Linked DNA regions of Pan troglodytes: region 1 is linked to region 2. Evidence: chromatin contacts called from public capture Hi-C data. All regions are on one chromosome and are shown on one strand. Each heading gives the region's core, a stretch centred on a gene start, on an enhancer-like site or on the middle of the called end of the contact. The rest is flanking DNA. Distances are from core to core; before and after follow the strand shown.

Region 1 (5,968 bases), core at 3,465-5,964, 310 kb after region 2:
TGAAGTCAGGCAATTTGGGTTAAAGTCTGACTTCCCACCTATTATCTACATGAGGATAAACTAATTACATAATATTATAGGCTGAATTGTGTGTCTCCAAAATGCACATGTTGAAATCCTAACTCCTAGTACCTCAGAATGTGACTAAATTTGGAGACAGGGTCTTTAACAAGATAATTAAAATAAGGTCATTCAGGTGGACCCTAATCCAACATGACCTGTTTCCTTAAAAAAAAGAGAAAATTAGGGCCAGGCACAGTGACCCACGCCTATAATCCCAGCACTTTGGGAGCCCGAGGCAGATGGATCACTTGAGGTCAGGAGTTCGAGACCAGCCTGGCCAACATGGTGAAACCCCATCTCTACTAAAAATACAAAAATTAGCTGGGCATTGTGGCGTGTGCCTGTAGTCCCAGCTACTCAGGAGGCTGAGGCATGAGAATCGCTAGAACCCAGGAGGCAGAGGTTGCAGTGAGCCAAGATGGCACTACTGCACTCTAGCCTGGGCAACAGAGTGAGACTCTGTCTCAAAAAAAAAAAAAAAGAGAGAAAGAGTATGAAAATTAGGACATAGATGTGCATTGAAGGAAGACTATGTGAAGACCAAGGAATAAGAAGGCCACCTACACGCCAAGGAGATAAGCCTCAGAAGACACCAACCCTGCTGACACTTTGATCTTGGACTTTTAGCATCCAGAATTGTGAGAAAATTAATGTCTGTTGCTTACACCACCTAGTCAGTAGTACTTACAGTTATGGCAGCCTTAGCACACTAATACACTTGACCTCAGTTTTCTGAAAGATAAAATAGGAATATATATATCTCGTGAGATAATTGTATTAAATTGTGGAGAAATGTACTTACCATAGTGCTTGGCACACAGTATGTGCTCAAGAAATGTAGGTTAGTAGGATTATTGTTTTATTATTATTACTACTAAAACATAATTACTCTGGTCTTTCCACAGTAACAGAAGGAAAAAGAGAAGCTAGCTGACTAACTCAACTAGAATTATCCATGACTTCATAATTCATCATCATGTCTTTAGTCTTGCTCTCTTCAAAACACCCTACGTAATGCTGCCAGAACATTCTTCCCTATAAAAATCTGGCTGTGATAGCTAGTATCCAAAGATGGCCAAACAATTCCACCCCTCCCTGTATGCACATGCCCCTCCTTCCACCAGAAATGGATCCTATGTACCCTCTCCATAAATCTGGGCTATGCTTGTGACCATTTGACCAGTACAATGCAGAGGAAATGATGTCCTGGGACTTTCAGGTTTAGGCATTAAGAAGGCCTGGCAGCTTGAGCCGCCAAGGACGGGCTACTCTGCTGGAGAGTGTGGTCACAGGGAAAGACCTAGAAGGATTTAGATAGAGAGAGAAATAGCAGCCACATGAAAAAACATTAAGGCCAGGTGGCATGGCTCATGCCTGTAATCTCAGCATTTTGGGAGGCCGAGGCAGGCAGATCACTTGAGGCCAGGAGTTTGAGACCAGCCTGGCCAACATGGTGAAACCCCGTCTCTACTAAAAATAGAAAAATTAGCCGGGCGTGGTGGTGGGTACCTGTAATCCTGGCTACTCAGGAGGCTGAAGTGGGAGAATCGCTTGAACCAGGGAGGCAGAAGTTGCAGTAAGCTGAGATCATGCCACTGCACTCCAGCCTGGGTGACAGAGTGAGACTCCATCTCAAAAAAATAAAAAAAGAAAATAGATGGCCGGGCATGGTGGCTCACACCTGTAATCCCAGCACTTTGGGAGGCCGAGCCAGATGGATCACGAGGTCAGGAGATCAAGATCATCCTGGCCAACACAGTGAAACCCTGTCTCTACTAAAATACAAAAAATTAGCTGGGCATGCTGGTGCATGCCTGTAGTCCCAGCTACATGGGAATCTGAGGCAGGAGAATTGCTTGAACTCGAGAGGCGGAGACTGCAGTGAGCCAAGATCGCGCCACTGCACTCCAGCCTGGTGGCAAAGCGAGACTCCGTCTCAAAAAAAAAAAAGAAAAGAAAAGAAAAGAAACTTCAAGATAGTAGACATCCAGCCCCAACTAGCATCCCCAGCCACCATGTTACTGCCACTGCAAAAGCCAGACTAGTGGGAGAACAATCCAGCTGAGCCCCAGCCAACCCACAGAATCATGAGCTATCATAAAACGCTGGTGGTAGGCAAGCACGTTTTTGGTGGTTTATCATACTGCTAAAAATAACTGAAACACTGATCATGTCGCTGCTCTACTTAAAATCCTTGGCTCGGCCAGGTGAGGTGGCTCACGCCTGTAATCCAGCACTTTGGGAGGCTGAGGCAGGTGGATTATCTGAGCTTAGGAGTTCGAGACCAGCCTGGCCAACATGGTGAAACCCCATCTCCACTAAAAATACAAAAATTAGCCAGGCATGGTGGCACACACCTGTAATCCCTGCTACTCAGGAGGCTGAGGCAGGAGATTGAACCTGGGAGGCGGAGGTTGCGGTGAGCCGACATCACACCAGTGCACTCTAGCCTGGGCGACACAGTGAGATTCTATCTCAAAAACAAACAAACACCCTTAGCTCTCCATAGCCAAATTTCTCAGGGCTCACAAGGAATCTTCACAAGCTGTGTGACTTTGGCATGTTACTTCATCTCTCTGCAACATTTTTCCCATATGTAAACTGAGGTAATGATAGCACCTTCCTCAAAGGATTGCCGTGAAAATTAAGAGATAATGTATGAGAAATACTTGGAACAATGTCTGGCATATGCTAAGTGCTCTATATGTGTTAGCCACCATCGTCACCACCACCACCATCATCTTCATCATCACCACCACCACCATCATCACTACTGCCACCATCATCTTCATCACCACCACCACCATCTTCATCACCACCACCATCATCATCTTCATCATCACCACCACCATCATCTTCATCACCACCACTACCATCATCATCTTCATCACCACCACCACCATCATCACTACTGCCACCATCATCATCATAACCACCATCATCACTACCACCACCACCTCCACCATTATTATCACCACCACCACCACAACCACCATCACCACCACTACCATCATCATCATTACCATCATCACTACCATCACCACCACCACCATCATCACCACCACTACCATCATCATCATTACCAACATCATCACCACCATCACCACCTCCACCACCTCCACCATCACCACCACCACCATCATCACCACCACCACCACCATCATCACCACCACCACCATCACCATCACCACCACCACCATCATCACCACCACCACCACCACCTCCACCATCATCACCACCACCATCACCATCACCACCACCTCCACCATCATCACCACCACCACCATCATCACCACCACCACCACCATCACCACCATCATCACCACCACCATCACCACCACCTCCACCATCATCACCACCACCACCACCACCACCACCATCACCATCACCACCACCACCACCACCATCACCACCACCACCACCACCACCACCATCATCATCACCACCACCATCATCATCGTCATCACCACTACCCCCAACATCATCACCATCATCACCATCACCACCATTATCACCACCACCAACAACACTATCATCAACTTGTGCTGCCTGACTCTCCAGCCCCTTTCCTTAATCTCTCCTCATGTGCACTCTGGAGTACAGTCATACTAAAATATTTTTCCCCAAAACTTCACACTTCACAACTCTTTACCTTTGTACATTCCATTTCTTCTGCCTGGAATGTCCTTTACCCACCTTGCCTGCCTGAGAAATTGCCATCTGTCCTTCTGTGACGCTTCCTCACATCTCCCCAGACAGTGAGGCATCTGCCCCTGTGCTCCTTTGGGCACCTCGCCTTTGTCTCTGTGGAGAGGCTTCCCATCTTTGCCACCTGTGTGGGCCTTGTCTCCTCAGCTAGACTCTGAATTGTTTAAGGACAGAGCCAGGGCTTGATTCATGAGCCAGCAAAGCATGGCATATACCAAGCTCTTAAGATGTGTTCCAGGAAGGGAAGGAGGAAGGAGTCTGCTTTTGGAGTAGTGGTTCTCAACAGAAGGGAGAGAGGGGAGAAATTTTGTCCCCCAGGAGATATTTGATGATGTTTGAAGACATTTTTGGTTGTCATGCAACAGAGTGGGAGAAGGAAGTGTTACTGGAAACTAGTGGGTGGTGGGTAGTGGACAAATATTGTGCTCAGCATCAGACAATGCACAGGACCGCTGCCACGACAAGGAACGATCCAACCCTAAATGTCTGGGCTATGCTGAGGTTGAGAAGTCTTGTTTTAGAGGATAATCACACGCTGGGGAGGGGAAGAAAGAGACACCTGACTGAATGCACAAGCTTAGCAACCTGGCTGCCCACTCCCACCCCTCCCAGCTCAGCACCTCTGGGAGCAGAGGGTACCAGGAAGGTATGGAAGTTAAAAAAAGGGCTTAAATCTGGTCACCTTCCTTCCTCTCAATGTGATCCTCATCAAGACCCTTCCCTTGGTGAAGTTTCGTTTTTTAACTTCCTACAGCCTCTTCCGGCCCTGACTTTCTGGGATTCTGCATTTGTAGGTTGGTTCCTGTTGTTTCATTCATGGCCAAAAGATGTCAATGCTGCACAGACTCTCACATGCCAAGAGAGGACAAATCCCAGATAGGCTGGCCTGAGTCACTGAGCCCTTGCATTACATCCGGGATGGCCCAGAAGTTAAGTTAACGCACATGCCTGAGATGCAGGTCCCCCGCCTGCCCAGATGGGTGGCCTTGAGGTTCAGAAGAAACAGGAAGAGGGGAAGGTGGCCCTTAAAGGCTCCATGGCTAACTTAGCTTTAATCTGTAGAGGCCTCTGTGTCAGTCAAAGCACTTTGCAGGGGAGCAGGGAGACATCTGTAAAATTCGCTCTTTTGTGCCACGTAAGAGCGGAAAGAAATCTCACTCTACAGACCATGGTTTCTGTAAGGGGTGGGTCCTGTAGAATTACAGTGAGCACGGCTGATGCCTGTGGCTCCTCTGGGAGCCTGTGTTTGTTGGGGGGCTGTGTTTGTTGTTTTTAACTGGCTTCAAGAGGAGGTAGAATATTGAGTAGTAGTAAAAAGCTTCATCTTTGGCACCAGACAGGAATGAGCGTGGGATGCCCTTCTGTCATTAACTGCGTGACCTGGGATAAATGACTTAATCTTGTGTAAGCCTCAACCATGAGAGAGGAACAATAATAGTACCTACTTCACAGGGTTGATCTGCGGATTAACTGAGATCATGGAAATCACAGGTTTCGCATACTGCCTGGCCTAACTGCAAATAAACAGCAGTTGTTACTCTGAAAGGATATTGTGGGGTGAGTGAATAGGCGAGGAGTATGATGAATCATCCTGAAATTCTCACCTAAACTCCTCTATCCAGGTAGGGTGCTGGTGAGTCGTCTTGCCGAGAGCTAACATTTTTATTGTGCTTATCATGTGCTTACAACCGTCCTCAGTGCCTTATGTATGTTCACTGAGTCCCCACGGTGACCCAATGAGGTAAGTATTACTATTCCCATTTTAGAGATGGGAAACTTAGTGAGCCCCCAGGGCCCACTGCTGGGTAAGGGGAGGCCAAGGGTTTCCGCGAAGGCAGTTTGACTCCAGGGGCCCTGGCCTTAGCAGTGCATACACTGCTTCTGACTGCAGCTAGAGAAGAATGAGAAACGGGAGGGTGCGTCCCTGGGTATCCCCCTCACCCCTCCCCAGCCTGCCTAAACGCTTGCCCTGCTCCCAAACACTCGCTCTACTCCTAGACAGTGGAGCTTTGCGACAGCCCGGCAGAGAAGCACTTCGCTCTGCCCAGCTGCAGCCAGGCATGAGATGGTGTCTGCAAGGAAGGGGCTCAGGTGGGCGTGGGGAGCTAGGTCAGGATGCGGCAGGGAGGTAAGAGGCAAATGGGATTCGTCATTGGATAAACTGGGACTCCGCCTCAGCACCACCTGGTGCCTGTGG
Region 2 (6,507 bases), core at 815-3,314:
CTCTGGTGCGGTGAAGAGGGGATTAGGTTGTGTTTCAGGAAGGTGAGTTCTTGCCCTGTGTCTGCCGCGTGCTTTCCTGTGTCCTCTCTCAAGCCCACTTTATTAATCTGTGAAGTGGGTTTCAGTAAGATCCTTTGCCCACCCTTTACCTTTGCTTCAAGTGGGTTTGAAAGCACCTTGAAGATAAGAGGTTCTATACACAGGAGATTTGGCTGCATCCTACAGAGGTCACCAAGAGTCTGAAGGGCTAGAAGTGGTGAGGGGAGAGGGAGAGGGACCGTGTGTTGGGAATGGATTATGACTAGGGACCACCAGTGATTCAGATCCTAGTGCCACCAGCCAAGCTAAGCAGTGCTTGTGGGTGTCCCAGCAGGACCAAAGCATAGGTATTGGAAAGGAAGCAGTACTTAGAAAGAAAGAACAAGAACAAAGGAGGTGAGGGCGGGGGACAAGGGAGAGGAAAAGAGAGGCAGAAGATATGGTCCTCCTAGAAGTCAGGGGACCATAACTTCTTTGTCTACCTACGCCAGCCTTCCACTTCCCTGACCTTCTCAATTCCACCATAGTGCCCCGAGCTATCTGCTGAACTGAATGGAATTTGCAGAAAAGAGGCATCAGGATTTTTGCTGAAATAAATTCATAAATTGTGTGTTCCCACTGTGACTGATTTTTTTGGGGTCTATCTGCAAATACCTACATGTGTGGGCTGACCACATGACCCCTCCACTGGAAAAAACATAGAATATGACATTTTGAGAGTGTGACTAAAAAGGCAGTGAGAAACTGTCAGCTTTTCTTTTCTTTTCTTCTTATTTCCTCATTAATTTTTTAAAAAATAACCACATACTTTGGATTATACCTGTTCTCAGAAGGACATGCACAGCTCCTTGCCTGGTAGAAAGGTTATGTGACACAGCCTGGCCCACACATAGGGAGCGAAGAAATTGGTAATACTGCTCCCTCCAAATAAGTGGGTGGAGTCGAGTGTCAATTTCCTTCTCAACACATGAGTAGGTGTGAGTTTTCTGTTTATGTAGTGCGTTTCGGGGAATATGTGAGCTTTACATTTTTAAATATAACAACTCAGTTCTACAACAGAAAGCTGGAAGGAGGTGCAGGAACTGGAGACAGGTAGGAAAAATACTTGCCAATTTGTATCTCTCTCACACATTATTATTTTAAATAAAAAAGCACTGAGTTCCCAACACATGTCTTTCCTCCTCCTCCCGGCAACACAGGCTGGATGGTTCTATACCTGGCCTTCTTGGGCCAATGACAGCCAGCCCGCCCAGTGTGCCCATTTCATTTTGTGGGGAACAGGGGGCTGCAGTAGGCTCCTTCTCTCCTCTCTGCCCTTGTGCTTCTCCCAAATCAGACATGAACAGGATTGACACTAGCAGGGAAAAAATGAATCCGCACATCCTACCGGCCCATCACCCCCCCAAAGCCGTAATCCGAGATGTGCTCCGTGGGGGACTGGAGGTCGTTTTTGGAAGAGGCCTTGTCATCCAGCAATGGCCCACTGCTGGCCTCGCTGTCAGCCTTCTGGCTCAGGCTGTCGGAGAAGGCATCATCCCTGGGGAGAAGACAGACATGAATTGGAGGCACCTTCCCCCAAAGAACCCAGCATATACAGAGCTCCCTGATATGTGTCTGAGGGGCTGAATTAACACAACTTATGGTTACTTTGTGCCCACAGCGCTTGCTAGGCCACTGCCCACTGCGTGCCTTCCCACCACACATGCCCATTGCAACACTCCTGGTCAGTTTCCGCAGCTGGGACCCTCTTCTGTCCCACACCTACCTCCTCCTTTTTTCTCTTCTAGCTTGTTCATTCCCAGGCAGCTCCAGGCTAGGACAAGCTAAATGCTGCAGGGTGTGTTGGAGAAATGGGGGGATAGAGTCCGCAGGCTGAGCACCGAGGGCTGAGTGCTGAGTCTCTGTGTGACTCCATGAGAAATGGCTTCTGGCTAAGCAAGGGAGGAAGAAGCTGCCTCTGCCCCTCACCTCCCCACCCAGGGCTTGGACCACTGTGAGGTGGCTCACCAGCTTGTTGGGGTGCCCTGCCGGCCTCCTTCCACGGCCCTCTGCTGTGGTGACTTGTCCCTGATCTCAGAGGTCTGGGGACTTCGGGAGGCTGCCAAGGGCCCTCCACTATGGCATTCCTCTGGCAGTCTGCTTGGCCCTGGCCTTTTCTCTGGCTGAGACCCCCTCTCTCCCATCACAATGTGGGCTGTTGATCCCCTTCCCTTGAGGCTCAGCTTGGTGGCTGCCTCTATGGTAAATCTGTTCTGCCGAGCCTGACCAGAGCTCCCAAGGAAGGTGTGCACTGGAAGCTTCCATGGCTTTCAAAGGAATGGAAAGTGCAGACTTTTTGTGGTAGGACTAGGCATTTGGGATGCAGGGCTCTTTTTCATTAACCCCTGAAATTATTTTTTTAAAAATAGTACCCTATTAATCAGAAACAAGGGCATGTTTCTGCCCATCCCCTAAGAGAGCTACCTCTGGAGTGTAGAACCGTAGGCAGGGGAGGCCTAGGAGGTGGAGGCACATGGCAAGATTCCCTGGATACTGAGAGTCCTGGTGGGTGATGGCAAACCCTGGGGGCTGTCAGCTGCATCAGGATATAGGCCAGAGGCACCCAACACCGTTTCTGTGTGCTCAGAAGGAGGAATTTGGATATCTGTTAAGTGGATCACCATTTAAAGGGAAGTTAGATATTACCCATTGTTAGAGAAGAACAAGCGTATGATATCAAGGAGGGCAAATTGCTGGCATACAAGCTAGCACTCCCCTACGGTGCCCATCCCAGACATCACTAATCTATTTCGGCATTCTTCACAGAAGTCTCGACTCCACTCACATGTCCTGTACAACTATGTACTGATGGGGGATGAGTCCATCCACGCCGTTGTGCCGGCCCTCCCACCAGTCCTCCGAGGCGCGGTGGTACAGGAGCAGCGAGGCCCCCTTCTTGAAGGATAGCTCACGCGGGGACCGCCCCATGTAGTCAAACTTGGCGATAGCCTCGATCTGCTCCACTTCTAGAAGGAAATCAAGGGAAAAAGCGTCTCTGAGGTCAGCAAAGTGGCAGCTCAGGAGCCTCACTCAGATGGCCCTGGCTTCTCTGGGGAAGGATAGACTGCACAGCTGGTGAGAACATGGACAGAACGCCTGGTGGGCTGGGGCTCAGGACCCTGGGGTCCTAGACTCAGTTCCACTCTCCACCCTGCAACCTCAGGCAAACCATCAAACCCTCAAAATGTAAAGAGGGAGCTGATACATGCTCCTTTTCCACTGCCCTTCTTGTTCTCTACTTTTTAATGCTCATTAAGACAATATTGTAGAATTTTCGTTTTCTTCTACCCCTTAACACAAGTTCTATTAATATTTCTATTTTTCTATGCACCCTTTTCCTCTTTGTCATTTATAATACTTTTAGTAATTTTTAATCTTTTGAGAGGCCACATCATGTATGCAGACTCTAACCTGCAAAATCCGATACAGGATTTTAAGGGTACCCAGACTCTTCAAAGCTCATTGTTAAGGACTGAACTGTGTCTGCCTCAAATCTATATGTTGAAGCCCTCACCCACAACGTGACTGTATTTTAGGGGCTTTAATTAATGTAATGAGGTGATTAAAGTTAAATGAGGTCATAATGGTGGGGTCATAATCCTAGTGCTGGTGTCTTTATAAGAGGAACAGAGGCTGGGCGTGGTAGCTTATGCCTATAAGCCCAACACTTCGGGAGGCTGAGGCAGGAGGATCGCTTGAGTCCAGGAGTTTGAGACCAGCCTGGGAAATATAGTGAGACCTCATTTCCAAAAAAAAAAATTTTTTTTAATTAGCTGGGCGTGGTAGCACATGCCTGTGGTGCCAGCTACTCTAGGGCCCGAGGCAGGAAGATCACTTGAGCCTGGAAGGTTGAGGCTGCAGTGAGCCATGATCATGCCACTGTACTCCAGCTTGGGTGACAGAGCAAGACCCTGTCTCGAAACAAACAAAAGTTCTTGTACAAAAGTGCATAGCTTAGTACAGATATTCATGAGGTATTCGGTTGACAGCAGCTGTCATGACTGTGATTATAATTATTAATGGATTTGGCCTATGGGATGGGTCCAGAGAAGAGATGTTAAACTGCAGAGAGTTTAAGTGGTTTAAACTGCATGGTTTAAGGACCATACAACTAGTGATATTTGGGGAAGAGACTTTTTGGGGAACAGGGGATTGTGCCTACAGTTTATTCCACCTGTTTTATAGTTTCTACCCTAAGAAGTGTCCATATGTGGTAGAAAACTGATTTTGTATAGGTATTAATGTTTTAATATTTTAAAGTAAGCACAAAGAGGTTTAACATTATAATTCTTACTTTTTTTTTATTTTAATAGAACAAAAGAGTAACAAAAGCAACCCCTGCTCTCTCTCTAGCCTGTAGATAGCTTCTCCATGCTGAGCTTTCTTGGGGCTCTCTATCTGCTCCATTCACTGTGGACAATCTCGTCTTCATCGATCTATTCATCCACCTGTCCATCACATAGTTAAGCTCAGAACATTTGGCTTTACCCTTTTTTAGTTGTGTGACCTTGGGATACTTAGTTTTTCTTTCTATGCCTCAGTTTCCTCATCTGTTAAATGGAAATGGTAATAAATAGAACCTATCTTACAGGGTTATTAGAAGGATTAAGTGAGTGAATATACATGAAGTGCTTGCAACAGTGTCTGGCACATAGTACCCTATAAGAGTTACACACATGTTGTTACCAGAGGCTGGTGCACTTCTAAGGGCCACGGATGGCATGGAAAATCAAAGAGCAGGAGGAGGAAACTCCCTTGTTCACTCCCCATCACTCCCCACCACACACATGCACCAGGGCTCCCCTCTGGAAGCAATTGGCTCAAGAAGACCATGCTTGTGTCCCCATGAGATGCAGTGGCTTTGGGATGTATTTAGCTCTTAGTGACTGAGGCAGCCTTCTGCAGGGAGCAGGCCTCAAACAGTCAAGTCAGCTTCCCCAGCTAGCTACCTGACAAATGTCTTTAAATGCTATTCTAACCTGGGTGTTGGGAGAGAAGGAAGGAGGGAAGGAGGTGGGGAAATGACAGCACCACTAAATGGGTCAGATTAACTCAGATCTTGACTCAGAGTCACATTCTCAGTAAAACAAACAGAGATCTTGGTCCTTCTCTCTGCAGCATCTTTGAATCTCACATCCGGCCGTGTGCTGGAACTGCCTACTAGCCCATCTGCCTGCCTCGTTACAAGAGTCAGAAAGGCCGGAGGGTTTGCAAGGGCAGGAGCTGAGCCCAGACAGCTGCGTGCTCCTGGGTTCGCCCAGGGACTTCCTCTGACCCAGATTCCCCAAACTAAGAAAGGCGCTGACCTAAGCAGAGGTTTGCTGATACTCAGAGGGGCACAGAGGGGCTGCCTCCGGTTTCTGCCTTTACCATCACCAGAGCCTCCAGCAGTCACTGGACACAGCCTGAAGTTGAAAGAGTGGGGCAGCAGGGGCAGCAGAAAATGTGAGGGAAAGAAAACAGGAGGAACAGGGCTGAACCTCCAGCTCAGAGAAAGCACGTGTGTTTGCAGACGTCGTTACATAAGTGTGTGTGGTGGAAACAGTAATAACAGCTCCCATTGATTACTAAGTCTGTTATTTGGGCTTCTCGTGCCTGAAACAGAATATGTTTCTCCCCCTCATCACTCTCCCACACTCTGTTACCCAAACTTACTTCATTCCCTCATCTTCCCCATCTCAGGAAACAGAACTGCTGTCTACCTGCTCACCCAGGCCAATGCCCTGGCATGGCTCTGCACACCTCATCCATTAGCGACTCCTTCAGAGTGTCCCCTGGATCTGACCATGGCTCACCACCTCCCATGCCACCCTCTTCACTTTCATACTTGCTTAGGTAGAGCTGCTTCTCCCCACAGCAGCCTAGAGGGTCCTTTACAGTCATACAATCACATCATGAAACTCCCCTGTTCAAAATCCTCAGAAGGCTTCCCATGGATGCTGGAACAAAATCCCAGTGTCTTACCACTGCTCATAAGGCCCTCTAGGATCCCAATCGCAGAGACCTCTGAGACCTCATCTTCTCTGTCTCTCTCTCTCCTTCACTAGCTCAATCTGCTCTTGCCTCACTAACCTTCTTGATGTTTTTCCTCCAACATCCTAGTATGACATTTTTAAAACACAAAGTAAAATTGAAAGAATTTCACAGTGAACATGCATGGAACACAACTAAATTCCGCTATGCACATTTTACGATGCTAGATGTATCATATATCTATCCACCCCTCTATCCGTCTTATTTTTTAATGATTTTTAAGTTATAAACATCAGTATATTTTATCTCTAAACACTTCAGCATAAATATTCATAGAGGTTTTTTTTTTCTTTTTCTTGAGACAGGGTCTCACTCTGTCACCCAGGCTGGAGTGCAGTCGTGCAATCACAACTCACTGCAACTTGAACCTCCTGAGATCAAGCAATTCTTCCACCT

Evidence for each region. Capture Hi-C pulls out chosen DNA fragments and counts their contacts.
Region 1: a capture Hi-C map of stem cell-derived neural stem cells shows a contact between it and region 2, with 6 times the contacts expected there. The contact joins two enhancer-like sites. A contact is called at or near these places in 1 of 7 Hi-C or Micro-C datasets (stem cell-derived neural progenitor cells), 1 of 1 datasets of contacts at active chromatin or transcription factors (stem cell-derived excitatory neurons) and 1 of 1 other capture datasets (stem cell-derived neural stem cells).

Annotation. Positions count from the first base shown.
Region 1 is chr2:13,335,632-13,341,599 of NHGRI_mPanTro3-v2.0_pri, forward strand. The region is part of intron 5 of SRGAP3 (SLIT-ROBO Rho GTPase activating protein 3); the gene reads right to left. Among named protein-coding and RNA genes, the nearest start is that of THUMPD3, 63 kb to the right of the region's middle. Within about 2 kb of position 4,715, at least 13 of the 24 cell types and tissues checked have an H3K27ac peak or open chromatin away from gene starts, as enhancers often do. A contact at or near this core is called in stem cell-derived neural stem cells, where this site is marked.
Region 2 is chr2:13,031,332-13,037,838 of NHGRI_mPanTro3-v2.0_pri, forward strand. SRGAP3 (SLIT-ROBO Rho GTPase activating protein 3) reads right to left here. Exons shown (of 27, transcript XM_054681408.2): 24 at 2,864-3,044; 25 at 1,427-1,576. Among named protein-coding and RNA genes, the nearest start is that of RAD18, 31 kb to the left of the region's middle. Within about 2 kb of position 2,065, at least 2 of the 24 cell types and tissues checked have an H3K27ac peak or open chromatin away from gene starts, as enhancers often do. A contact at or near this core is called in stem cell-derived neural stem cells, where this site is marked.